Regions from separate parts of the Mus musculus genome. Here all the other regions are linked to region 4. The links are chromatin contacts, called in public promoter capture Hi-C maps. All regions are on one chromosome and are shown on one strand. The core of a region is the stretch at or near the end of the contact, and the rest is flanking DNA. Distances in the headings are between cores, read along the strand shown. Region 1 holds the start of Jarid2 (jumonji, AT rich interactive domain 2). Region 2 holds the start of Cenpp (centromere protein P). Region 3 holds the start of Iars (isoleucine-tRNA synthetase). Region 4 holds the start of Dek (DEK proto-oncogene (DNA binding)). Region 5 holds the start of Ninj1 (ninjurin 1).

Evidence for each region. Promoter capture Hi-C pulls out the DNA fragments that hold promoters and counts their contacts. Capture Hi-C pulls out chosen DNA fragments and counts their contacts.
Region 1: a promoter capture Hi-C map of erythroid cells shows a contact between it and region 4, with 6 times the contacts expected there. The contact joins the promoter of Jarid2 here to the promoter of Dek in region 4. A contact is called at or near these places in 2 of 39 promoter capture datasets (erythroid cells and hippocampal neurons).
Region 2: a contact with region 4 is called in a promoter capture Hi-C map of liver, with 2.7 times the contacts expected there. The contact joins the promoter of Cenpp here to the promoter of Dek in region 4. A contact is called at or near these places in 2 of 39 promoter capture datasets (liver and pre-B cells), 3 of 484 Hi-C or Micro-C datasets (B cells, CD4 T cells and embryonic stem cells), 1 of 115 datasets of contacts at active chromatin or transcription factors (large pre-B cells) and 2 of 9 other capture datasets (adipose tissue and liver).
Region 3: a contact with region 4 is called in a promoter capture Hi-C map of pre-B cells, with 4 times the contacts expected there. The contact joins the promoter of Iars here to the promoter of Dek in region 4. A contact is called at or near these places in 2 of 39 promoter capture datasets (the C10 cell line and pre-B cells) and 1 of 115 datasets of contacts at active chromatin or transcription factors (embryonic stem cells).
Region 5: a promoter capture Hi-C map of pre-B cells shows a contact between it and region 4, with 3 times the contacts expected there. The contact joins the promoter of Ninj1 here to the promoter of Dek in region 4. A contact is called at or near these places in 5 of 39 promoter capture datasets (the 3T3-L1 cell line, hippocampal neurons, liver and 1 more), 1 of 115 datasets of contacts at active chromatin or transcription factors (bone marrow-derived dendritic cells) and 1 of 9 other capture datasets (adipose tissue).

Annotation. Positions count from the first base shown.
Region 1 is chr13:44,729,263-44,734,529 of GRCm38.p6, forward strand. It overlaps Jarid2 (jumonji, AT rich interactive domain 2), which reads left to right and starts at 2,009. Exons shown (of 18, transcript NM_001205043.1): 1 at 2,009-2,654. The coding sequence starts at 2,610.
Region 2 is chr13:49,649,323-49,654,633 of GRCm38.p6, forward strand. It overlaps Cenpp (centromere protein P), which reads right to left and starts at 3,409. Exons shown (of 8, transcript NM_025495.3): 1 at 3,261-3,409; 2 at 799-977. The coding sequence starts at 3,367. Nol8 (nucleolar protein 8) reads left to right here and starts at 3,756. Exons shown (of 17, transcript NM_001271397.1): 1 at 3,756-4,360; 2 at 5,025-5,180. The coding sequence starts at 4,324.
Region 3 is chr13:49,680,439-49,685,142 of GRCm38.p6, forward strand. It overlaps Iars (isoleucine-tRNA synthetase), which reads left to right and starts at 1,692. Exons shown (of 34, transcript NM_172015.3): 1 at 1,692-1,765. Gm25394 (a small nucleolar RNA gene) reads left to right here and starts at 3,863; the gene lies at 3,863-3,995.
Region 4 is chr13:47,102,768-47,107,891 of GRCm38.p6, forward strand. It overlaps Dek (DEK proto-oncogene (DNA binding)), which reads right to left and starts at 3,454. Exons shown (of 11, transcript NM_025900.2): 1 at 3,306-3,454; 2 at 2,805-2,970. The coding sequence starts at 2,961.
Region 5 is chr13:49,185,464-49,190,935 of GRCm38.p6, forward strand. Ninj1 (ninjurin 1) reads left to right here and starts at 2,066. Exons shown (of 4, transcript NM_013610.3): 1 at 2,066-2,174. The coding sequence starts at 2,100.

The DNA of each region.
Region 1 (5,267 bases), core at 759-3,258, 2.4 Mb before region 4:
GCATGGTTCTAAACTAGGGTTTTGTTACTTTATAATCCTCTCCATAAGCTTTGGCCGGAATCAACTTGCAGATGTGGAAACTGAGCAGCTTAGGAAAGCCATCGCTCAACTTGTCTGAAGTGGCCACTGTGACCTCTGAATCCATAGGTGTTAACTCGCTTTTTTAGAACCTTCTAGACACCATGACTAAGTTGCCCTGTTGCGACTAACAGTGGAATGGTCGTGACTCGGGAGTGCTTGTTTTGGGAACCGACTGCCCGGGAGGAGAGAGAGGAAGAAGCCAATGTGTGTCTGCAGGTGGATGGGAGAGGCTCCAAGCCTTTTCGCTTCCCTGAGGCTAGCCAGTCAGATTTGAAAAGCAGGACCTTGAAGACCATAGGTTAGAACCAGGAAATTAGCGCCGAGGCTGGGAGCCGTGCTAAAGTTCCTGCGAATGCCCCCGAGAGCGACAGCAGGGCCTGCGATCCATTGATCTGAGCGACTGGCGAGCCTGGGCAGGGCAGGGGCTGGGGCAGGTAAGGCTGCGGGGCACAGACCATTGGGCTCTCGGGCACTCAGTGTTCGAGACGCTTCCTTACGGGCTGCCTGTGTTGGGGGGTCGGTCTCCATTTTTCCGTTCACGGTTTCACCTCGGCGTTGGGAGTCTCGGTCGCGGACAGCCCTAGTCCTGAGGGTAAAGACCCCCTTCACCGTCTCCAGGGACGGCGGGGCTTCACCTCGGAGCCACCGGCGACGGCCTAGGGTCGCGTCGGCCCCGGGGACAGGGGCGGGCACGCGGGCCGGCGACCACGAGGCCGCGAGCTTTCGCCGGGAGGCTGCCCCAGCCGCGTCTGCCTCGCGCGTGGGGTCGCGTGCGGCCGCGGGCCGGCTTGGAGCCGTGACCTCGGACCACCCCGGCGGCCGAGCGGCCGCCCGCTTGCTCGGCACACGGGCGCTTGTCCTGAGGTGACACCGCCGGCAACGGCTGAAGCAAGCGGGCGCTGCCGATCAGCGAGTTCGCACCGAGCGAGGATCCCTCTTGGTGCGTGGCCCAGTTTGGCTGAGGACCCGCTCCAACCCCTCGCTGACACCGCCCCCCGCCGCCGCCGCCGCCACGCTCCGAGGCCTTTCCCCCGGGAAGCCTGGCGGCTTGCCCTCGCGGGCCCGCGGGCGCGCTCTCGCGCGCCGATTCCTCGATTCCACAGGCGGTTCGCGCCCGGGGTGGGGGCGGGGCGGGGCGCGCGGGGCCGGGCCGAGCCGGGCCGGGCCGGGAGGGCGGCCCCCGCGGGGAGGGGACTGGGGGGCGGGGCCGGCGTGGGGAGTTCCTCGCTCCCGGACCACACGCTCCGCGGGCCAATCCCGAGCCAGCCTCTAGCAGTGTCGCACGCGGGACACGTCCAAGCGTTTGTTGGCAGGGCCCGGGGAAGGGGGAGGGGGAAGCGATCGGGGAAAAGGGAGTTGAGTGACAGGAGGCGTGGGGCACGCTGGGAATTGTAGTTCTTCGCTTCCGTGGCCATAGCCATTTTGTAGTCAAGGGACTACAACTTCCAGAAGATCAAGGGGACTATTCTAAGGTGCCCCGGGAATAGGCGGCTCTCCCCCGGGCCGGGCGTCCTGGGGCACTGGTACCCAGCTGCCCGGCTGCAGGTAGACGTGAGGGCAGTGGCGAAGGTTTGCATGCGGCGACTGTTGGGTGAGCGGACTGCGGGTGGGGGGGGGGGGGGGGAAGGGGCTGAGGTGGAGCGACCGAGCGTGCCATGCATTGAGCTAGGGAGCCTCTCTCAATTCCACGACTGGGCTCGGCGTGGGAGAGGCGCCTGACGGGCGGCCCGCAGAGGCTTCGTGGAGGCCTTTCCGGGGTCTCGTCGACGGGGCTGCGGGAGTTCTCCGCACCGGGCCGGGGCTTGTGGGCAGAGGTTAGGCAGGCGTGCGGGGGGCTCAGCTGTGGGAGTTTTCGGCTGGCGGGAGGTGGCGAATTAGCCGAGGAGCCCTAACTTGTATAAAAGCAGAGTCCATTTAAAGTTGGGCTGGCTAGCCTCTCTCTCATTGGTTAAGGGGCTTGGAAAAAAGAGACTCGGCGAGCCCTCCGCTGTGGTGCTGCCGCCGCCACCGCCGCCGCTGGAGTTGACTCTTCTGCTCGCACTGCTGCTGCAGCACAAACGTGACTTCCAACATTTTAAATTTATCTTTTCCTTTTTTCTTCTTCAAGATGTAACTACAGATCAGATACTAAGGACCTTCACGTTTCGCTGATGTAGTTTTTGGAAGAAAAAGGGGGGGAGTGAAGGGCGTCGGTTTTTTTTTTTTTCTTCTTTTTTTTTCTTTTCTTTTTTTGTGTCTGTTGTATGTTTCGGGGGAAATTTTCCATTATGAGTGTTTTACTAAAGTGAATTTTTCTTGTTTGCTTCGCTCGTCTTTGGCTCTTTTTATATTTTTTCTTTTATCCTTCTCAATTTCGGATTTATTTCAAGGCGAATCTGGTTTTGGGGGAAGAGGAAGAAAAGTCGGATTACAAGATCAACCACCACCAACAACAATAAAAACCACCAGGATATTTTTTTGCAAATTTCTGACGGCTTTAAATTCATGAAGCAATTGTCCCCTTTTGCAATCAGCATTTGGATCTCAGAATGAGCAAGGAAAGACCCAAGAGGAATATCATTCAGAAGAAATACGTAAGTGCTCTTAACAACACATCCTTTGGCTTGCAGTTTTAAGCGATGGTTGTGAATGTCAAGTTTATAGATAATTCTGCAGCTGAAAGGTTTTAAACAGCGTCCGATAAAGCTCTTTCTTTTCCGAAAGGGCTTTTCAGGCAAAGTCGTGTCTGCCTAGTTTGGTTGAGAAAACAGACTGGTGTAGAGATACCTCAAGTATATAAATTGACCTCGAATGACACAACGTTGATGTAGTTTTGGTGAAAGGCAAGGGGTTTTGGTGGAGGTTGGGGTTCTGTGTGTGGGGGCCCCCGCAGTGATCTAACTGCATTCTCGGGCGGATTTGGTCCCATATTGCACTTTGCATACAAATGAGCCTGTTATTAGTGTTATTTGGAAAATCGTGTAAGGTATGTGTGTTGGAAGCTAAGTTGCAATCCAGAGTACGATTATGGCGATCTTCTAGCACTGGCACATCATTTAATATATGTGGCCCTTTTGGCTTATCTAGCTTGCAACATGACCCAGTTGGGAATCATGTTACTGGGAATGCATTTATTGGTATTGACTTTTATAAAGAGGCTGGTTTTGGTTCTAAAGATTCATGGTTTCTAGTTTGAGGGGAAAAACATAGCTCATGTAAAAGTATATGTGTGCCTGAGTGAATGCATGTTAATACGAATAATTTCTCCCTGAAAACTGGGTTTCTGAGATTGGGTTGTGATGGTTAGGTTTGTTTTGTGCACAGTATAGCAGCGTCTTGCTTGGCATAGGGAGTGTTTTTGTTTTGTGTAGTGGCTTTTTTTTTTTTTTTTTTTTTTTTGTAAGTTTGGGGGGAGGGAGTAGAGAGGGAAACCAGGGGATTAACCAAATATGCACTCGAGTGATCCGGTGGTTAGCTGCGTATGCTTTAGAGCAAAGTACACTTTTTTCCCCCAGAAAAAAAAAAGGCCCTTGAAGATAAATAAAGAACAATGCGACCCTATGAGAAAGTTTTATTTAACTAGGGTCGATGATTTGGTCTTAATATTTTTCCTTTTTGGTTAGAGAGGAGTGTATAATGGGAGATGACCTTCTGGGCAGTGGTTTTGTTAAATGTGTACACACACACACATTTAATGGAAAACCTGAATTTCTCCCGGAGAGCTGATCCTAATCTATACACGTAAACTTAACTTGAAAGAAACGTAAGATTAAATGAAGCTCAACTTACAAAGCCTACTCCATAAGGAATTTAAGAATTAAAATACATCCGCATTGCAGTGGGCCGGGTAAAGCGCAAAGGACTAGTTTAAACTCGATGTGTAGAAACTGCATGGACACACAGCCTTGCCTTGGAGCGTGGACTCCTTCCCAGAGCATGTCTCCTGACGTAGCCACAAAGGATATGGGGTAGAACTTGGGACGAGAACCCCCACCCTATCCCGGACCCCGATAAGTTGGAGAACACCGTGGGTAGGCATTTTGTTTTTTTGTTTTTTTTTGCTGGAGGCCAGCGGACCCTGTGGAGTCTGGACATCCGGCCGCAAGCCGGCGGTGGCTGTGCGAGGCAGAGCGTGAGTTGCTGCTGCGGGAGCCGAGTCTGCTCACGCGGTGCTCCGGACGCAGCCGGCCGGGAGGGTGCACGGGGCCCACAGCGCTTTGGGCCGTAGCCCGGGCTCGGGCCGCGGGCGCGCGGGCGGCCTGTAGGGGGCAGACTCCGGGTTGTGCTCTGGCTGGGCGGGTGGGTGGGGCTCGCGGGTGGCTCGGCGTGCTGACTCGGGGCGGGACGGGCTGGGTGAGTGAGGCTAGGGGGTGGTGGTGGTGGGGGTGAGGAAGGGAAAGATGCCTCGGGCGCCCCCCGCCGCGCGTAAGGCTCAGCTCTTACGCCGCCCTGCCCGCGGGCTCCAGCGCAGTCTCGAGCAACAGGTTAAGCAGGAGAGACGTCAGCGCGCCCCCTCCCCTCCCCGCGGCCTTCTTTTGCCTTGCGCCTTTGCACCCCCCATCCGGGCCGTCACGTCCTCTCTCCGCCCCTTGCCCCCAGTGGCTTTGAGTCCTCGGTTCTCCCCCTTCGCGAGCTGCCGCTGTCTGTTGTCATTGTGACGTCACAAAGGGACAGCCCAGTGGAACCTTCCTTTCCTCCGTGCTGTCAAAAGTCGGGCGGGAGGTTCCAGGCGCTGCCTGAGTAGGAGCTCCGGGAGTGCGGTGCTGTGCTGTGCGGTGCGGGGCGTGGGAGGAGGCAAGGGCCTGTGAGGGATGTGCCCGACCTGGACCTTCCGCTCTGAGTCAGTGTTCCAGGTCCCAGCAGGTGAGCATTGGGAAGCCTTTTACCCCTCACCGAGTGCCCTTGAACCTTCTCAAACTACTTAGGGGCAGGAGAGCAGGGGTGAGGCTCCTTAACAGGAATATTTTCACTCCACAGTTCTAGGTCTTTTGATTGTGGGACGTATCACTGTAATTCCCACTCACACCCATGCTAGTGAAAGGAAAGAAAATTGCATTTAGGAAGAGCTTTTTTTAACCTTCTATATGGTTGGAGTTTGAGGATTTTGTTACTTTGTTGCGTTGGGGTGCCTTTCCAGGAGGTGGCATGATAACTTTGAAGGGGATGTTGCATAGCATCAGCTGTTGCCTTAAGCTTTTCCTTGTTTT
Region 2 (5,311 bases), core at 2,159-4,658, 2.5 Mb after region 4:
AGTGCTGGGATTAAAGACATATGCTACCATGCCTGGCTACCACATCTCATTTTAATCCATGCGTGTTATGCCATTGTGTAAAGTAGAAACCAGAATGTGAAAGTCAATAATTAGAATTATTAAATGAAATAGAAGGAAATGCTTTCTTTTAGTAAAAATCACCTTTGTACGTAATTTGCTTCAGATCAATCCATTTGCTAAATGGGATGAATTCGCAGCAAATTCACACTCAAAAAGTTCTTTAGTACTTTTAAAAAACTTGAACAGACTTTTTTTTTTTTTAAAGGAAAGGAAAAGAACAGGGTTGGTTAGTTGGCTGAGTTTTTGCCTTGTATTAGTACCTATGTTAGATTCTTGGCATATACATGAAAAAAAAAAGGAGGGAAAGATTTGCAGGAAAAAAAAAAAAAAAAAAAAGCCGGGCGTGGTGGCGCATGCCTTTAATCCCAGCACTCGGGAGGCAGAGGCAGGTGGATTTCTGAGTTTGAGGCCAGCCTGGTCTACAGAGTGAGTTCCAGGATAGCCAGAGCTATATACAGAGAAACCTTGTCTTGGAAAAAAAAAAAAAAAAAAAGATTTGCAGGGAGTTGAAGGACTGAGAGCTAAGGGATCAGTCACCTAGCCTGGAGGATGTAATGCGGAAACTAGAAGAGAAACTTTGCCTCAACAAGGCAGAGAGAGAAGAGACCCCTGAAAGCTGCCCTCTGACCACCACAACATAGTATGAATGCACCTCACCCCAAAATATACTCATAATGAAATTTAAAAACCACATTGAAGTTAAAAAATGATGTGTACCTTTTTCTGTCTCTTCAGTGTTTACAATGTCTTCCATCTTGGAATAGTTTCTTATATTGAAGCCAGTAAGTTTACTTAGAAATGAGTGCTCAGATCTTAAATGTTCAAGCTGACTTCTCAAGTCTTTCAAAGATTCCCACTCCTCAGAATCTGATTGGGAAATTTTTTGAAATGATTTCCTGAAAAGCAAATATTATAGTTACTTGACAACTGACAAATGTTTTACTTACTATACAAATGTTCCTCTAGATTCCACCCCTCGTACCGAAGGTGGGGCTTGGAGGGGTAGCTCAGTGGCTAGACTAAGAACACTGGCTGTTCTTCCAGAGGACCCCATTCTTCCTTCTAGCACCCACATGATAGTTTACAACACTCTGTAACTCCAGTTCCAGGGGAACCCAAGACCCTGTTCTGGCCTCCAGTGGGCACCAGACACAGTAGTACTCAGACATACAAGTAGTGAAAGCAGGCTTGGTGAGCTTAGGGACTGCCAAGTAAAACGGTACAGGCTGCTTCTGTAGGGTCTGAAGGACAAGTGTCATGGTAAGACAAAAAAGATTACTCCAAGAAAGAAAGAAAGAGAGAAAGAACATCTCAGAAAATCAGGAAAATGGATGCAACAGGAAATCACACTAAATAAACCAGAAAGGCAAATACTAGTTTTCTCTCATCTGTGAAACCCATATTTAAAGTTCTCTCTTCTACACGCCTTGGCCGTCTCCAGCCAATAGCAAAACCAAGTTCTGAAGGCACTCAATTTTTACATCAAAGAATATGGACACAGGGATATAACTAAACAACTTAGTTCCAATATTCTGGCTGCCAATCCACTCAACTATCAGGATCATTTTAAAAGTATCTTGGAGAATCAATAAGATGGCTCTGCAGGCAAAAGTACTTGCTGCACAAACCTGTAGTTCTATTGCCACTGGAGGGAAAGAACTGTCACTTGGACATGTCTATTCAATCTCTGACCTCCATAAATATGTTATAGCATACAAATGGAATAATAATAATAATAATAAATTAAGTAGCTCAGGAAACAGGTCTCAATCTTCCTTCAAAATGAGAAAAAAAATCATTAAATCTACACATTTTGGATTGACATTTAATGTATTCCCTAATCTGGACTCTTAACTTTTCAGTTCCATTACCGAGGAGTCCCAGATTCCATAACCAATCTACTATACCATACTGGGCTTACAATGACATCTTCTGGTGGGTTAAGAAACTATTTTCCCATGGTCTGACAAAGAACTTTTCAAAAGTTCAGGGGCAGGCTGTGTTGATAAAATATAAATTCTAAACTCGGTAAGTAGGGATGGAGTCAGCCTGGCAGGCTCCCCAACTCTAATCTTAATGCTTCCAGTCTGTGGGCCATCCCTGAATCAGCAGCAGGCATCTCCATTCTTGCTGTGAAGAGCATGCACAGCTGGAGGCCACACACACATCTCCCTCTTTCTTTCAACAGTTAACAACGTTCTCTTTCTTTAGAATTTGTTTCCTGCACTAAGGTTCTCTGAACCTGTTCCAAATTACACCTAATAAAAAAGGTATTTTTTTTCCATGTTTAAGATACTAAGTTACTGCTAGTTCTAGCCTTCCTTCTCTCTTTGAATGGGCAATGCTTGGGCTTTGGATTTCTCTAGGACCTTAGGCAAGCTATTTAACTATTTAACACTCAGATCAACTACCTTTAAATAAGGCTTAACAATAGTAACTAATCAGAAGACTATCACAGTTTCCTATAGAAGGCATTAGCCATATATACCAATTTGACCATGCTAGGCTGCCCTGCCCTGGGGCTATATACCCCCAACCCTTATGTTTCTAACATAATGCAGAAAAAAAAAAAAAAAAAAAAAAAAAAAAAAAAAAGGTCAGGGCCCCTTAACTACATCGTTAGATGAGTCACAAAAACAAATCCATGAAACCAGAGTAAGGAGGGAATCCCAACTAGACAAGAGCAAGTATGGTGGCTCAGGTAATAACTCCAACACTGTGTGTGGGAGTTGGGGGCTGCGGAATAGAAGACTCTTGAGTTTGAAATCAAATTGAGCCAGTTCCTGACCTACAGAGTAACAATGTCTCCAAACCCAGAAAAACAAAACAAAACAAAACCAGCTATCTAGATGCTGTTCTCCCGAAGGCAAAGACTGCTTAAAGAAAAGCCAGATTTTCCCTTTGATTCTCATCAACTGGGCGAAAACAACCCTTAAGGAAACTATTTTCTGCTGATTATAATCAAGTCATAAGCCCCAAACGCAGCGTTCACACACTCATGAGGTCATCGTTCTCCCAGAACACTGATTCAAGTTCACATTTCAGGACGTCTCCCACCACGTTCTTGAGCATGGGTCTTGGGGGGGTGAGGGAGTCGGAGTCCAGAACTGTCATAAGGTTGAGAGGTCCGCGGGGTGCTACAGGGCATGGGCTGGGAGGGATGGACCCGAGCCACGTACCAGGCTCCGGACGCCTTCTCCCCAGCGTTTTGCAGCATTCTGCACTCTCGCTGCAGCGCTGCGACCTCCGCCTCCAGGGCGCGCAGTTCGCGGGTCTCGGAATCCATGGCTACCGACGTGGAACCCTGAAGGTGAAGTAGCCCGGAGAATGGCAGTCTGGGCGCCTCGGGCAGCCAGGAGACTTCAAGGAGCGCGCGCGCTCCTGGAACGGACCACTCTCGAGCTCACGGGGGGAGAGGCTGCCGGGAGTCGCGCGTCCACGCCCACGGCCTCGGACGACGTTCCCGAGCCTGACGGCCCGCGAAATGTCGCGTCGAGCGTCTAGACACCCCCGCCGCCTCTGCGAGTTGGTTCGTTCCAAATTGCACGTCACCCTCCAACGGCCGCCCATCCCGTCTAACGGCCACTGGGCCAGCCGAGCTCTTACGTCACCGAAGGGGGCGGATTCTCGGAAGCACGAGGAAAGGAGTCTCTTTATTTTGGTTCCGCTTCTTCACTTCCGCCTACTTGAACCGGAAATCAGGAACCACGCGGCGGAGTGTCTTTTCTGTAGGAATTACCGATTTTTATTTTTCTTTCTCACACTCTGTCAGTTTTACAACGTGGAGGAGAACTAACAGAACGTCAGTAAAAGCGAAGGCGGAGGAAATAAAGAGCCCTCTGGAACTGCGGGATAACGGAACCTTAGGAGATTGGGTTGGAAACTTTGTAGGAAGGAAAGGAAAATGCACTTGCCGGCACGTGTTATTAGACGTTAAGTGCTACGCCGGGCTTGAGCTGAGTCGGACAAGCGCCCTGAGGAAGAGTGTTTGCTCGTGAGAAGTGATGGGCTATTGGGCTTAGCCTCTCCTCTCCTTCCTTAGGGGCTTCTCGAAGAGAGAGGGCAGGGCTGGAAGGATGGGGCGGTGGCTACCAAGAAGGGGTACACTGTAGGTTTTTTTCCCAGAGTGCTGGCCTTTGCTTTGGGCTTCTGCCGCTATTTAGTGATCTCGCTTGGAAGGAGACAGCCAACTTTTGAGAAAGGTTTGAGTAAGAGCTGAACATCCGCCGAGAGCTAAACGAGATGGAGCGACCTCTGGAAAACGTTTCCAGCAATCTTGGTAGGACAGTGTTAACAATTCCGGGTTCCAAAATTAGACTTCATTATGATCCTTGCTGTCACCACTACTGTTTTCTAAGTGGCACTGGGAAAAGCCGTAACCGCTCCTACTCCCCTGACCGATGAGATCCACTCAGACTGCTTTGAACAATACAGGCACACAGTGGGGAAACATATTTTAGGTATAACTTAAGTTGCCGTCTTTGTGATTTAACAGCGCTTAGGGGACACTTGTATTTTGCCATACTATTGTAATTGCAGACTTTGTTATGACTGGAGCTCCAGGATGAAGCTATTTTTATCCGTTAGCTTACTATTTTTGCCAGTATATGTTAAGGTAAAAATGTAGAAATGAATGGGGGAGGGCAGTACTTCGAATAAAAAATCAATAAGGATAAGATATAATAGCTGTGGTTGTTTTAGAGAAAACATCTGGGAGAAGATGTGTGGATGTGCTGTACTTAGGTGCAGTTGCAAAGTGTGTTCATTGAGAATGTGGATGGAGGGCCTTTGTAAAATCTCCACTGATAAAATCTGAAAGCAATACATATGAAGAGACATAGCTTCATAAGATGAAGTTGGCACAGAAGTTTCAGGGGAAAGAGTTGTGTTAAATTTCTGGAAAACTATTAAATTGTTTTTCTGTCCAAAATTAACTTTTCCAGATAGATGCCCAACATCCATGCAAGGCAACAGAGAAATGAAGCGCCTCTTTGTGGGTGGACTTGGACAGGGCATTTCTGAGACAGACCTACAAAATCAGTTCGGCAGATTTGGAGAAGTTTCTGACGTGGAGATCATCACTCGGAAAGATGACCAAGGTAAATCTGTAACACGAGGGAGTTAAAAACAGACAAGGTCAATGATATTACAGGAGAAGCAACCCCAGAGCTGAATGTTAGCGCTAAACATCATATATGGCTTCCTGGATTATTTCATATGAAAATTAATT
Region 3 (4,704 bases), core at 442-2,941, 2.6 Mb after region 4:
TTTTAGATTTGAGTTGGTTGGTTGGTTGGTTTTGTTTTTGTTGTTTTTTGGTTTTTTTTTTTTTTGTTTGTTTGTTTGTTTTTGAGACAGATTTCTCTGTGTAGCCCTGGCTGTCCTGGAACTCAATTTGTAGACCAGGCTGGCCTCGAACTCAGAAATCCACCTACCTCTGCCTCCCGGGTGCTGGGATTAAAGGCGTGCACTACCACGACCAGCGAAAGTTTTTTAATTACCTATTTTCTAGACGAACTGTTCCTTTACTTCCCAACAGTAGTTTATAGTGTTTCTCAATCCAATTTTTAAACAGCCTGGTCCAGTCTACACTACCTATGGGTACATAAGTTTCTTTCACTTTGTGCAGGGACCTTTGTTCTATTTCTGCACGCTGATCAGAGGATAAACATGAGGTGAACCAATTGGCAATTTAAAGAATGCAAAGCTTAAAAACTCCAAATATTTCTGGTTAATAAGGATACTCATAATTAAGAAAGCAAGAAGCACAGGCAAACACTGCATCTAATTTTCGACACCATAGGGCCTAGAACTGTTGAATAAAACACTCAACAGTTATCAAAATGTTCTAAAACTCGCCGAGATTTCTACTTCATTTAGGCCAAATCCGTTTTTTTGTTTTTGTTTTTCTGTCATTAATAAAATAGGCACTTATTTACCTAATTAACGCTGTCAATTTATCAAGGCCAAAACTTACTTTCACAGACTGGTGTCAACGTTCTCATTTGTTCTAGGCCGGATCCGAAGGGTACTAAGTAGATATGTAATGATACATAAGCAAAATTTTGAAATGAAAAGAACCATTGCAATGACATTCAATAAAGGGTTCAGATTATTGTCAGACCCTCTTCCCTTCTCTTGCCATTTACCACATGGTTAGTAGTCTCCAGGTTAATATGTACTGTTCCCAAAATAATTGTGGGAGTCACTTGTCAGAAGTTTCATATGTAGCATAAATTTTAGATGCCATCACAGCTGGGAATCTAACTCAGTTGGCAGTGTGTGGCTATGGTGCACAAATGGCCGGCTTATCCACCGCACCATATAAAAACAGGCGTGATGGAACATTTCTGTAACTCCCATTGTGGAGGCAGAAAGTTCTGCAGTTCAAGGTCATTCCTTAGCTGCTTAGGAGTTCCGGAGCCAGCAGGAGATACAAGAGACCCTGAGTCTAAACTAATTTTATATGGCGTCAAATGTCCAGATCTCAAATATACTCACATATATTTAATAATATTCACATATATTGACATATATTTAAGAATACTGGGGTTGGAGAGATGGCTCGGAGGTTAGGAGTACTGGCTGCTCTTCCAGAGGTCTCCAGTTCAACCCCAAGCTTTCACCATTCTGGCTTACAACGAATACATGCAGGCAGGAGACTGTGTACAAATAAACAAACCCTTTTAAAAAAGAGAGAGAGAGAGAGTACTGACATATGGACCCAGGACGAAAGGGTGTCTCTCGTTCATAGGCCAAGACTTAGAAGGCAAAAACTTTGCCACATTGAGTAGCCACTGACTTGCCGGGTTAGGGCTCTGGAGCGTCTTCTCCTTCCTTTGCAGGGACGCTCCCATCCTGCTCTGCAGTTATGCACGGACCAATCGCCACACGTGTTGTTTGTAGGTGTTGGATGGCACACGCTGATTGGGCGCCGCGGAGGGGTTGAGCCTGGCACTGTCAGTATTGCATCACCTCCAGACGCGGAACGTGGTCGCAGGCTGCAACCTGAGCGAGCTCTCCGGGTTCCCAGGTAAGCCGCACCCTCTTGTCCTTCTGGGCCGCAGAGTGAGGCCCGCCCGTGTAACAACCTCCAGACAGCACGAGGCGGTGAAAAAGGAGCACGCTGCTTCTCACTGTGAGTGAGCTGCGGGCACAAAGCTATTTCCAGAGAGCTTTCGTGGAGGGAGAGTAACATTGCAGAACTCAGAGCTGCCCGCAGATTCTGGCCTGACTCGTTGGGTGGAGGACTGAGATCCTTAGAAGTACCCCCTTCACTTAGTGGGACCTTGGTGGCTTATGAGCAGGGAGTTGTGAGAATGCAGCGTGACATAGTATCCGAGAGAAGATCGGAATCTGATTGAGGTCACTGCCAAGTTAGGTGTTTTAAAAGAACTAACCTAGGAGTCTTTCTGGAGTCTGGGCTTCTCCCAACTGTGCTGGGATTCGCGTGTACTTATCTCTCGGTACCAAGGTAGGTAGGTTATGCGCTGCACGCTTGTCCTGGGCTCACAGAATCTGCTAATGCAGTTTAAGCTCACTGTTGGCGGCCCTACAGAACAAACTATTGGGGTTTGGAGGTGTGAAGAGATAACTTATCCGGGTCTCCTATAGGCTTGGACTGAAGGTGGGCAGAGATTATACTCCAAGGTTTATATAAATCTATCCTGTCTGGACAGAAGATGAGGGGGTCGTTGTTGTCATTTTGGCTTGGGACGTGTGCGTGATGAATATGTGAGAGAATAACTTCGTTTTCAACCTCATGAATTTGTTCTCTTTTTTACTGTGTTAGAGAAATAAGCCGAAATCATTGAGAAACTCACAGAATGCAAACTAGTGTATCTGAGACTTGCTCTTTTGTTTCTCAGTGTATAGGTAGAAAGTATAGAGTTGGTCTTCTCTAACTACTAGTTCTGCATCTGGGCTTTCAACCAGCCAGTGCTCATGCTATGTGGTTAGGTCTGTAGTAGTGACATGTACTGTACGTGTACAAACGTAATGTCTTGGTCATTATTTCCTAAGCAATATAGTATAGCAATTGTGTATCTAGGATTTAAATGTATTAGGTAGGATAAGTAAAGATTAGTTAAAATACACCGGCAGATGCATGTAAATTATAGGCTAATACTATGTTTATAAGAGAATTAAGCATCCTTGTATTTGGGTGTTCCAACAGATCCTGAATCCAGTACCCCGTGGATGTGGAGGGGCGTTTCTGTTTGACTGGCTTGTGTTTTGTTGTTGTTGTTGTTGATGATGATGATGTCTTAGTCACTTGTTCCTCTGAAGAGACACCCAGAGTGACAATGAAATGCCATTTTTGTGGAACACAGTACACACATGGTACATGAAACATACATGCAGATAATACCTGTGCACATTAGAGAGATGAATAGTGGATCCCTTTAGCAGAGTTAAAAGAGACGTCAGGTGTAAAAAGTAAGATGATGATGTATGCCTCTCCCGTGGAGCCTAGCCTGGCTTCAAATTGTCCTCCTGCCTCAGCCTCCCAAGTGATGGTATGGTAGGTGTGTGTCAACATAAGCAGCAGCACCCATGGCATTGTGGGATACTTTGTCAAGATAAGTTGAGATCATCTTAAGCAAAGGTTGGTGGAAATAGTGTATAAATAGCTAAACGGTCAGGTAAGACTATGGTTCGTAGCTGGAGTGCATGCCTTGTGTGCATAAGGTTCTGGGTTCAAGCCCCAGGCCCCCCAAAGCACACCTGTGAGCTGGAAAGTTGTGGTGCACAGCACACCTTTGATCCCAAGACTCCAGAAGCAGAAGCAGGCTGGGCTCTCACCAAAACAAATAACAAGCAAACACACAAAAACCTAAAACACTTGTAATCCCAACATTCAGGAGGGTACAGGCCACCAGATCAGAAGGTCAGCGTTATCCCCAGCTACCCAAGGAGTTCAAAACCACCCTGAACTCTATGGGACTGCCTCAAAAAGGAAATGAAATCGCAGAGGAGGAAGCAGAGCTAAAATGTCCCGAAGGGACTACAAAATAAGGAAGAAAGGCTTGGATTGTGTGTGGAAGGAAAATGGGTTTCTGTGCATAACCTGGCAGTTTTACCGGCCCTTCTCCACCCACATCTGCCCCCCACCCCCACCCCCCAAACTGCCCTGTGGTTGCTGGAGGCTGTTGTGCAGGTACGGTTCTCCAGTGGATACAATGGGCTAGAAAAACCCTGTGATTTATGCATGGGAGCTGTTTCTTCTCAGCAGCTGCCATAGCCCGGTCATTGGTACATTGTTCTTCCTACAACGGTCTGTGCTGTTGCACCCCGCCTTTGTATTTGCTGGAACAATAGTGTGGTTCTCAGTCTTTGGAGAACAGCAGAGGCAGCATAGGAAGTCCAGTAAAAGCTCTCCTCTTGCTTCCCAGAAAGTTTAGATCTCATGTTCTTAACAGAGGGTGGGGTAGAAATCACTGGATCATCAGGGCACTGTGAGTGATAGTGTTCCAAGTGTGTTCTGAAGGAGCCTCTCCTAGGGATCTAATTTAAGTGCACACATCCTGACCCCTGATGAGTCTGCGCTTCTGATGGCTCCCAAAGTCAGGAGCAGTCACAGCAGGCGATTAGAAGTGGCAAAATGAATGTGTAGACCTAACAGTCTCTTACCAACGTCTTACTCACCGAACCGAAGGACCCTTGGTAAATCAATAAATGCAGAAACCTCTTTCTGTCTTTGAAAGGCTGAATCCTGACGTAGCAGCTGATCCAAAATGCCATGCATCTCTCAGTAATGTCTAATTCTGTGCTCTGGTTGAAATGGACTATTTTAGGTAAATGTCCCACCTGTCTTGTTCTGGTTTTTTTTTTTTTTTTTTTTTTTGGTTTTTAGGTTTTTTTTTCCTATAAAACACTCAAGAGATACTTGAATATGAAAAATTAATTAATGAACATTTAAGAAATATATCTTTGTTTATTTTGCTTGCAAACATTTCTGGTAGCCTCAGG
Region 4 (5,124 bases), core at 2,204-4,703:
AGGTCCTCTCATTCATTCAAATGAATACCTACTGTGTCCAAATTGTACCAAATACTCATTGTTTTGAAAATTCAACTAGGAAAATAAAAACCATACATAGTGTAAAATATCTTTAAGAAAGATATATATAAGGGATAAGGATATAGCTCAATGATAAACGTCTGAAATGTTCAAGTCCCTAGATTCAATCCTCAGTTTTGAAGAGAAAAAGATAATAGATATAAAATGTGTGAGACTGGCTGGCTAGACTCCTGAGCATGTAAGGTGCTTGCTGTCCAGTCTGGTGATCTAAGTCCAATACCCTGGGGTCTAAGCCCAGAATGAATATGGTGGAAAAGAAATGACTCCAAGATCTCTTCTGACCTCCATATGCACCACTCCTAGCCACACACAAGACACAGAATGCTTTGTGAGGGACTGGAGACATGGCTCGGTGGTTAAGAGCACTTACTGCTCTTTCAGAGGACCAGTGTTTAGCCACTGAGCACATGGCAGCTTACAACCCTCTCTGACTCCAGGCACCTTCTGGCCTCCAAGGATACCGGACCATGGTGGTGTACACACATACATGCAAGCAAAACACTCATATATAGAAAATAAAAAGAAAGCTTAAAAACAAAATTTTTGTGAGTTGAAGGGGGATTATTATTTGGGGAGGAAAAAGAATCAAAACATTAGTGTAGGCTTTCCAAGATAGGTCAGGTTTGGGGGATATAAAGATTTGTGGAGAATAAATGGAGAAAGACAGCACTGAGTGGAACAGCTCCTATAGTCACCCGACTGCCTCTTAGTACCAAGTCATTCACTTGCTCTGGATCAGATCTACAAATTAGTTCTCAGAAGCCCAACCTGGAGCAGAGCTTTCAAATGACTGCACCCCACTGTAACCTTGACAGCTCCTCTATGTCCTACAGGAACCCAAACAACACATCCAAAAGACCTCAGCATCACTGCCAAGCATGCAGGCTTGGTTTTCTACAGAACAGCAGCAGCATCCAAACACTATAGAGGAAAGGCGAAGTCACAGCTCGGCCTCTCATCTCCCCCAACTCACTTCCAATTCTCGCCTCACTTCACAGACCAGTAATTTCACTGACCCCACACCTCTCTGTCATCATACTGAAGGTAAGTATTCTGGGACAAGTAGAATAGAAACTTGCCGTTCCAGTTACCTGGAATGTCCCTAAAGAGAAAACTGAGTAAGAAGGAACCAGATTAAAACTGTGAAGGACTAAACCTACAAATAGCACTTTTAAAAACACAACCAACTTATTCAGCTAGAATGAAATCCAGGATCTTCTAAAGCACTCAATGACAGCCTCCCCAGACACTACTGTTTGGGCCTTTTATACAGAATGTCTCACTTTCTTTCTGCCCAAGAAAACTCACCACCTCTAGAACTCTAGTATCACAACTTTGCCCCACTAGGAAGAAAAACAAACAAAAACACACACACACACACACAAATCCTGTAAAAGTGTTAAAGTCTTAGTTATACTGATAGTGCAGTCAACTTTCAGTCATTATTGTTAGCATTCTTTCTAGGCTCCGCCCAACAGTTACCTAGCAACAGCCAGGTAGGCCTGGCTGGCTATAAAAGGGTCTATTTGTACTCTCTTAACTCTCTGCCCCCTTTCACTTTCTCCCCTTCCCCTCTCTCTCCACGTGTTCCTGGCTGCTCTCTCTCCTCCCCTGCCCCAAATAAACTGTTCTACACTACACTTATCTATGGCTGGTACCTCAGGGAGGAGGGATGCCTTAGCACACACTGCCATCATACCATGCTCTAAAACACCACATCATTGACTTTATAGAACACACCAATTATAAATAATCTAAAAGCAATTTAAACAATTCTTATTAAGATTTATAATTAAAGCCAAGGTTGTACTTAAATGACACGCTCCCATAAGGTCTTAGAGCACATACCACTTCAAATAATAAGTATGCCTTGTCCTCTTAACCTAGATGGTATTTATAAAAAAAAAAAAGAAGAAAGAAAAGAAAGAAAAGAAAAGAAATGACAGTTTGGGAAGAGCACTTTAACCTTTAGGCCTGCTCCCAAGTCTGGCTGAGCTGTGGCCATCTGCACCATTAAGCTAGATTGTGAAGCTGTGCCTTGGATTTTCCAATAGCTGAGCCTGTCGGGTAGACTGATGCATGCACTCTGACTGACACAATGCTTCTTCGCCCCGCTCTGCCTCTACTCAAATGAGGCTTCTTACCACCCTCCTTGGGTCAGAATCAGTCCCCAAAACCGAGAGAGCTGCGGGCTCCCGTTCTAACTTTCAGTTCAGTTTTCTCATTTTTAAACTACTTTCTCCAACAGCAACAACTTTCACGGCAAAGAAAAGCACTCCCACAAGAACCCTTATGGGGGAGGGGCGGGGGAGGGAATCAGCAGCTACACACAGCCGAGAATATGGAAATGAAAACATTTCCAGGATTTGCAAGAATGCCTTGCAGTGTTGTTTCGTTACGGAACCTCGGGGTAACTTCAAAAAGCGGATCTCAGACTTACAAACTCCCTAAACGAACGACGAAGTGTTCTGAAGGCGCATCGGGAAAAGGCTCTTGCTACACTTGCACCGAAACCTTGGCAAATACTCAAAAAAAAAAAAAAAAATCCAGATTCTCTGCCACTGATTGTTAGCATTCGCGTGAAATCCACCACTCCGACTTGACGCCTCTAAGCGTTAAAATGCAAGATAACTGTTTCCCAAAAGGAGCGAGGGAAGGGGAAACTTTTGATGTGGGAAAAAAAAAAATCCACCCGTGAGGGATGCGTATCCCTGCCCACCCACCTTTTTCTTCCTCCTCGTCCTCTTCATCATCGTCTTCGTCATCCTCCTCCTCCTCCTCACTCTCTTCCCTGGGACCCGGCATCTCGGGTTCCTTCTCGGATGAGGGCGGCACGGGGGCGTCCTCTCCCTCCGCAGCGGGGGCCGCCGCCGCCGACATGCTGGGGGCCTGCGGGCGGGGAGGAAGCCGCACGCTTCGGTTCTCTCGCTCGCGCGGGCATGGAGCGTGCCGAGCGCCCAGCGTCAGCTCCCCTCCAAGTCGCCTACCCTGGGTCTGTCACTCGGCCCGCCTCCCCGGGGATGCCCGAGGCGGGAAACCGCACCGCCCTCTCAGCCGCCCGCGCGCGCTCCCGCCCGGCCTGCGCCGCCCCGGGCCGGCTCGGGCCCGGCCAGTGTGGCCCAGGCGAGCCGAGCCTTGCGAGTCCCCTCCCCCGCGGCGGGCCTCAGTGCTTCTGGCCGCGTCCCCTCCCCGCTGCCCCGGCGCCTCCCCGCCGCCGTCCTCACCGCGGGTGCGCACGAGAAGGCCGCCGCTGTGTAGAAGTCGCGCGGGGCCGAGGTCCTCGCGCCGCGCGCTCGCTCTCTCTCGCGCTCTCTCTCTCCCCGCTCCTCAGAATCAACAAGATTTTCAAAATGGCGGTTCGGGAAGCAGAGCGGGAAGGCGCCGGCCAATCAGCGCGCGGCGCTGGGAGTTGGCGCGCGCGGGAGGGCGGGCGGGAGGCGGGGCGGCGGCGTCTCTCGCGGGCTGCCCGGGCGGGGTCTCGGGGGGTCTGCGGTCCGCGGGAGGACCCGGGTCGCGGCGTCCGGCGGGTGGCTGGGTGGGTGCACGGGGTGGCGGGCGGGCGCGAGCCGGGGCCTCCGCGCTGAACGGTTGGACGCTAGGGGGCCTGCGAGCTTCCAGCCTCCCGATCCCGGGAGAAAAATGACCGGCCGTCCTGGGCCGCGGAGCCGGGGAGCGTCTGGAGGTGACGAAGTTGAGGGATCCGCCGAAGTCTTTCTCGACTCGACTTCACGCGGCGATCACCCCGCGGACGGGGTTGATTCGGAGCCACCACGTTTGTTTCCGAGGGGTCGTTCGAGATGAAGGCTTCCAAATGAGACCTACTTGCGAGGCTTCCCGTCGCCGGTACGCTGCACCGTGACAGGGACCCACCACGTTAAGTGCTCACACCACCAGCGACATAAATAGGTTTCAAACCGGTGAATGTTAGACAGATTCACCCTCTTCCTTTCTCTAGCCCCCTTGGTCTCCCCTATAATGCAGATACGGTATTTGTCCAGCCACACTCTCCTGTCAAGAATTCTAGGCAAGCCCTCTGATACCTTTTAGAGTCCACAGTTTAAAAGCAACATTTCCTTACGTGCTCTCCTATGTGATTGTCTTCATTTTTTCCCTACCCTGAGAATAATCTCCCTCCCTCCCTTTTTTTTATCCAGTCAACCTGGTGGAAATATGATTGGTTTCATTTGCCATAATAGTCTCCAAGTTGAGGGACAAAAGTTAGACTTTATTTTCTTCTGTGCCCCTTTTGTAAACATACGCAAAGTCCTGCTATTTTTGCTTTCAGATCTTAAGCCATCTCCCATTCTACTGATTCTGCTCACCTTTCTTTGTTTTTTAGTTTGGGTTGCAACAGAGCCCTTTCCAAGGGCTACTCTCTCTGCCTTTTCCCACTAATCACACCTCAGCCAAAGCTATTTTATTTAGTTTGATCTTCTGCTTATAAGCCTCAGATGGTCCCATCATAACTTGGAATAACCTCCAAATTTCCATATCACAACGTGTAAGATGCTACTTAACTGGCTGCTGACCCTCTGTCTGATGGCTCCCTGACACAGTTGGCCTGTCAGTCACACATGCCTTCCCTCATGTTCCTGCACATGGCTGTCATTCACACTATCTAGGATTTACTCTTCCACTGCCAGGGCTGCTCCTTCCTATTGTCATCAATGAACTCGGTCCTTCCCATCACTTATCTCTGGTCAAGTATTTCTCTTACCTCCAGGCCATCACTGTTTTGATACCATTCTCATCCGTTCCTTTATAAGTACCGAATCCTCTGTCCATCATAACAGGCCTGCCATCTTGAAGACGAGACTGTAGTTGAGACATTAAGCAAAAATACATAGATTGTGTGGTAGTGATGCAGCAGTCACAGGGGGATCTGGAGTACCAGCAGGGGGGCTTTCCTTTTAAAAGGTCAGTGATTAAAGGAATGAGAGCGGAGAGAGACATGGTATGCTCTAAAGGATTATCTAAGCTGGGCAGTGGTGGCGCACACCTTTAATCCCAGCACGTGGGAGGCAGAAGCAGGTGGATTTCTGA
Region 5 (5,472 bases), core at 816-3,315, 2.1 Mb after region 4:
GCCAGCACTCAGGAGGCAGAGTCAGATAGTTCTCTGTGACTTTGAGGGGAGCCTAATCTAGATAGTGAGTTTCCAGGTCTGACAGTGCTACATAGTGAGACTGTGTCCAAAAAAACATCAACAAACAACAACAAAAAAACCCCAAAAACAATTGTTAAATAATTGCTATTTATTAAATAAATAAAAAAATTTCACACCAATGCATGCGTAAAAGAAGCTGTCAGATCCCTTGGAGCTGGAGTGCTTATGACCCCTCCAATGTGGTGCTGGAATCAAGTTCGGGACCTCTGCAAGAGCAACAAGGGTTAATAACTGCTGAGCCGTCTCTCCAGCCCTCCTCACCCCTTAGCCCTGTTCTTAAGAAGTATGGCACCAGGCTTCACAAAGTGCTGGCCTCTTATTTGTGTCTGACTGTCCATCTGCTCCACAGGACAGATTTCTACTGTCTAGCTCCAGCCTGTAATGCCTGCAACAGGACCTGGCATACAGACAGCCTTGGGTACCATTTCTTTCTTCTTTTTAAATAATTTTCTTTGTCATTTTATTTTATGTAGATGGGTGTTTTGCCTGCATGTATGTCTGGTACCCACAGAAGCCAGAAGAGGATGTAAGACGCCTTGGAAGAGGAGTGAGAGACGGTCAAGAGCTGCAAGCAGCCGGTACTCTTAACTACTAAGCCATCTCTTCTGCCCAGGTATCTTTTTTGTTTTTGGGACAGCGTTTCTCTATGTAGCTCTGGCTGTTCTGGAACTTGCTCTGTAGACCAGGCTGGCCTCGAACTCAGACATACACCTGTCTCTGCCTCCAAGTGCTGGGATTAAAGGCTTGTGCCACCACCTCTACCACCAGGCTGGCTCCATTTCTTATTTCTAATCCTCTTCCTTCTGGATGTGAGACAGGGGACAGAGGGTCCGCAGGTTCACTTGGCCTTTAGCAAACTCCAGCCTTATGCTAAGACACAAGCTGGCAAGAAGGGTCATAAAGAGAAGGTGAACCACTCCATCAAGGAACGGTAGTTCTGAGCCCCAGCTTGTAATCTCCCTAAGAGTCTCATCGTCCTTATTCCTTCTGAGACTCTAGGAGATACCAGGAGAGGAGTGTGGCACCCCTGAGGCCAGGCAAAGCATGGGGCCTGAGAGTGAGGCCAGGGTGGGAAGGAAGAAGGCACAGCAACTGGCTTTTACTCCTGCATCTAGTGTGTCTCCTCGGACGACAGCACCCCATCACACTCCATCTAGCTTCCTAGGCCAGGAAAAGACATGGTACTGGGGCACAAAGGTCCATTGGGCCACGAACTGCAGTAGCCAACCAACACGTCATACCCTTGGAGTATAGATGTCAGGGCTATGATGTCAGCTTCTTCTGGACACTAAAGCTGTTGTGCTTCCCTCTGGTCCCTGGTCTCTCTTGGAGGGTGGTGTGGGAGGCAGGAGAGTCCCGGAGAGCGGAATGCCAGCCTTCTCCACCAGTGCCAGCCACACGCAGGCTCTGCACAGTGGGGTGCTGGCTGCAAGCTAGACCCAGAGCAAGAGGCTCTCCCTCATATGTTCTATTCTCCAGGCAGAACAGCTGAGGGCTCTAAAGTGGAAACCTGGAGTAACCGTTGACACCCTTTTCCTGTGTTGAGTTACCCTGAAGGGACTTACAGCCTCAGGGCGTGTCCTCCCCAAGGAAAAAACCTCAGCACGGGGCAGCATGTGCCTCGCCCTTGGCCTCACTTTTAAACAGATCAAGTGCTTATGTTCAAAGTTCAGAGGGGGGCCCGTTTGATCAACAACTTTGAGACAGGGTCCCTGGGGACCCCCGATGTCATCGCGAGGACAGGCGCTGGGCTGCTTGCCCTAGCCATCGTGAAGGAGCCTGAGAATTGGGGACATCAAGGCCGCTGGAGAAGTGCTATCCTGCTCAGGCGCGATTCCAGCAGCTGGCGTCTAGGCCCCGGCCCGCCCCGGGTGGAGGCGGAGTCCGGGGGCGGCCGCGCGCGGGGGGCGTGTCGGGGGCGGGCCGGGGGCGGGCCGGGGGCGGGCGCACAGCCGTAGCCCGTGGCGGAGGCGCGGGTGCGCTCAGGCCGTGTGCTGGGCGGCCCGGGCGGCCGCACCATGGAGTCGGGCACTGAGGAGTATGAGCTCAACGGCGACCTGCGCCCGGGCTCCCCCGGTTCCCCCGACGCCTTGGTAAGCTCTCAGCACCTCCTGCCCCGGCTGCTGTGTGACCTTGGCCGGCGCCGCCCTCTCTGGGCCCGGCACGTCAGCGGGCACCTGTGGGCGTCTGGCCCGGTTTCGCGCGGCGTCCGCACTGCGGGGGGTGGTGGTGGCCGCTGCTTCCGGGCAAAGTCGTGCTTGACCTGTCTCTAGCGCAAGTGGTGGCCCACGGGTCTGGGGCCAGCACAGCAGGTAGGCAGAGGCGCCGGGCGGTCTAGCTTGCTGCCGTCGCCCCGCTGTGCAGAGCCCGCGTCTGGCTGGCACCACTCCTCGGGTGGAGAAGGCTGGCATTCCGCTCTCCGGGACTCTCCTGCCTCCCACACCATCCTCCAACTTCCAACGCCTCCGGGCTGTCTCCTGCGTGCCTTGGGGTGGGCGGGAGAAGAGTCACCGCCTCCTGGTTGGAAGCTAGCATCAGGCAGACAGCTACGTCACCACACGGTGACCACACGGTCGTCTGCAGCAGTGATAAGGGGGAAACCCGTGGCTGTGTCTCTGCTGCTGTCACCTGCCTATGAAAAACAGAACGCCACCCTCTCGATCGTCAGGGTGCTAGTTCTAGGACTGTAAGGACCTGCCTCGAGTTTGCTCTGCCTAGCCTGCTAAGGCCACAGCGATGGTCGGATGCCTGTGTCGAGGGACCATCTTTCCTGACCCCTCACCTCATAGTCTACCTCCGGGGCAGGGCCTGAGCATGCCAGGGCCGAGCCTTCACTTGTACCACCCCGCATGGCCCTCTGTCCCTCGGTGACATGTTGACTTTGGACATTCCTTCTATTTCCGACCCCCCCCCCCAGGGATGGGGTGGAGTGGGGTGGGGAATTGCACCAGGCTGGGATTTTCCACAAGTCTTTGCGGTGCAAAATAAACCAGAACAGAGACTTTCTGCCCAGGTCCATATAGTGGAAACAGGGAACACCAACGTCTCCTGGGACTACTTCAGGTGTGCCAGCTGAGACTTGGGCTCTGCCAAAATGTGTGAACACTCCGGAAGCAGTGGGCCAGGGACACCCCGGGCTGAGTTCCTTTAGGGAGCCCATCAACTGTCTGGGCCTTTTGTATGTGGGTCTACAATAAAGAACCAGTGATCTCTAGGCCTTTAAGGACAAGGGATGCAAATCAGGAACAGGTGGGCCCGTGGTTCAGCTGCGGATTTGAAGGGAAACTGGCTGTCTCTGAGCAGCAGCCTCCCCCTTCAGCTCTGCAGACAGCTGGATCAGCTGTGCCTCCCAAGAGAATTCTGAGCACAGACACAGGAGAGATTGGGTTGGATTGCTCAGGGGTCACTGTCTTGGCTCTGGGAACAAGGAGAGAGATATTCCACCCCCTCCCCCGCCATTTCTTTGAAGAGCCAACTAGGAGAATGAAATCAACTAAATTAGGTTCTCAAGGGTATGCAGGGTTCCTGCCTGCCTGCCTGCCTGCCTGCCTGCCTGCCTGCCATAGTGGTTAGTAGGGAGCAAAGAGGTCAGAGAAGGCTCCCTGTGTGGTGGAGGTGTTTGCACTGGCTTAGGGGAGGGACAGATCTGGCCCTTTGGTGTGAGTGGAAGAGGTCAGGGGAACAGTACAAGTGGAGACCAGAGGCTCGTTACTGAGACTGTACAGGGTTGGGTGGGAGGGAGATTTTTGTCTAGAGTCTCTGGGGACACAGGATGCTTCTCTGAGGTGTGGCTAACTTTGAAGGCTGCCCTGCTCAATGCCTGGTCCCCCTTCCCAACCTCAGGCTCCTACCTCCCAACTTTCTAAGGTGTGTCGTGTCAGCATTCTGTGCCTCAGTTTATCATCTACGAAGTGGCATCATAGTAAGTGCCTCTGCTAAGTGAAAACTATATGGCTGACATAAAGGAAATGCTTGCGGCAGAGCGCAGTACGTGGCGGCGTTAGCTATGGAGACACTCTCCATGGTCTCATGGTGGCATCCATAGAAGTTTGGGAAGGACAACACTGTCCCCAGGATGAGAACCCAAGGGAGCCTCGGTTTCCCCTCTGGAAAAAGGGGTGCCACTACCTCCCAGGTAGTTGAGGCCCCGCAGAGCCACCCTGGTTGGTTCCTGTCAAGTGTAACACTGGGGAAGCTCTGCCCACACCCCTCCAGATGCTAGGTTCCCCAGAGCCGGTTAGCTAAAGGCCCTGTTAGTGTTCACAGCCTGATCCAGTTTTGGTGAGTTAGCTCACTGTCACCTGGCCCCTGAGAAACAGTAAACACCAGTTAAACGTGGAAATGCCATACTCCTACCACGACGCTGGGGACAGCTTCATGTTAGACACAGCCAGAGGGAGGTGGCTGGGATGGAACTGGACCATAACCCTGTGGCACCTGCCCTGCTTTCTTGCTCCTCAGGGAACGCAGGCTGAGGGAGCTACGGCCATATCTCAGGTCTCTAGGTCATGGCACGTCCTGCACACTGGCCTCAGCTACCAGGAAAAGCTTTCCTATTTTCCCCTCTTCTGCTTGCCTGGCAGATCCTGGGCAGTCAGGATCTTAGCCAAGTTCTAAAGGCCACCCTAGTGGGCCTCCAGGTCACTCCTGGTCAGCTCTGACCCACAGGAAGTGAGTCTGCCCAGCCCGTGGCCCAGCTGCTGTGGGGACCCCGCCTCCCGTGTTTCCTGCTGTCTCACTGGGGTTTCCTGCCGGGAATATATGTGTGAAATCAGGAGAAACTTCAGTCTTGCTTCTTGGGCTCCCGGGGCATAGGTAATGCGGGCTGGGGCACTGAAGGCTGGCACAGGTGGCTTTCTGCTGGATCTAGCTTAGGGGTGGGTATGCAGCTACTGCATCCATACCTTGGTAACCCCTACTGCCTACTGGTGTTTGACAGGGCCTCTGAACAGTCCAGGCTGGGTCATCCAGGATTTATCTAGACTTGGACCTTTGGGTCACCTAGGACAACATTTTGGCTAATGGAAGACCTGTTCTTGGATTGGCCTTTCTTTCCTTGTCTTTGTTCCTGTCCTGGTATTGCTCAGTGACTAAAGTTATCAGGGAGAGCCAGACACTGAGAGTAAAGGAACATTTTGACCCTGCCACTTGATGTGAGCTGCTGAGCCCTGCCTTACAAAGTTCCCTGCGTTCTCCTGTCTTTTTCCTGATAAGCAGTCACCTCGATGGCCGTTGGTGTGATCAGATTGGGAATGGTGGCACCCTGCTCTGTGCTGAAGATGATGGGCACAGATTCCCACTGTGCTGTGACTAAGCCTTAGGTGCCCACTCCCTTCTCATGCTCTGGGCAGTCAGGTGACCCTAGGCCTCATGACGAGGCCCTCATAAGTG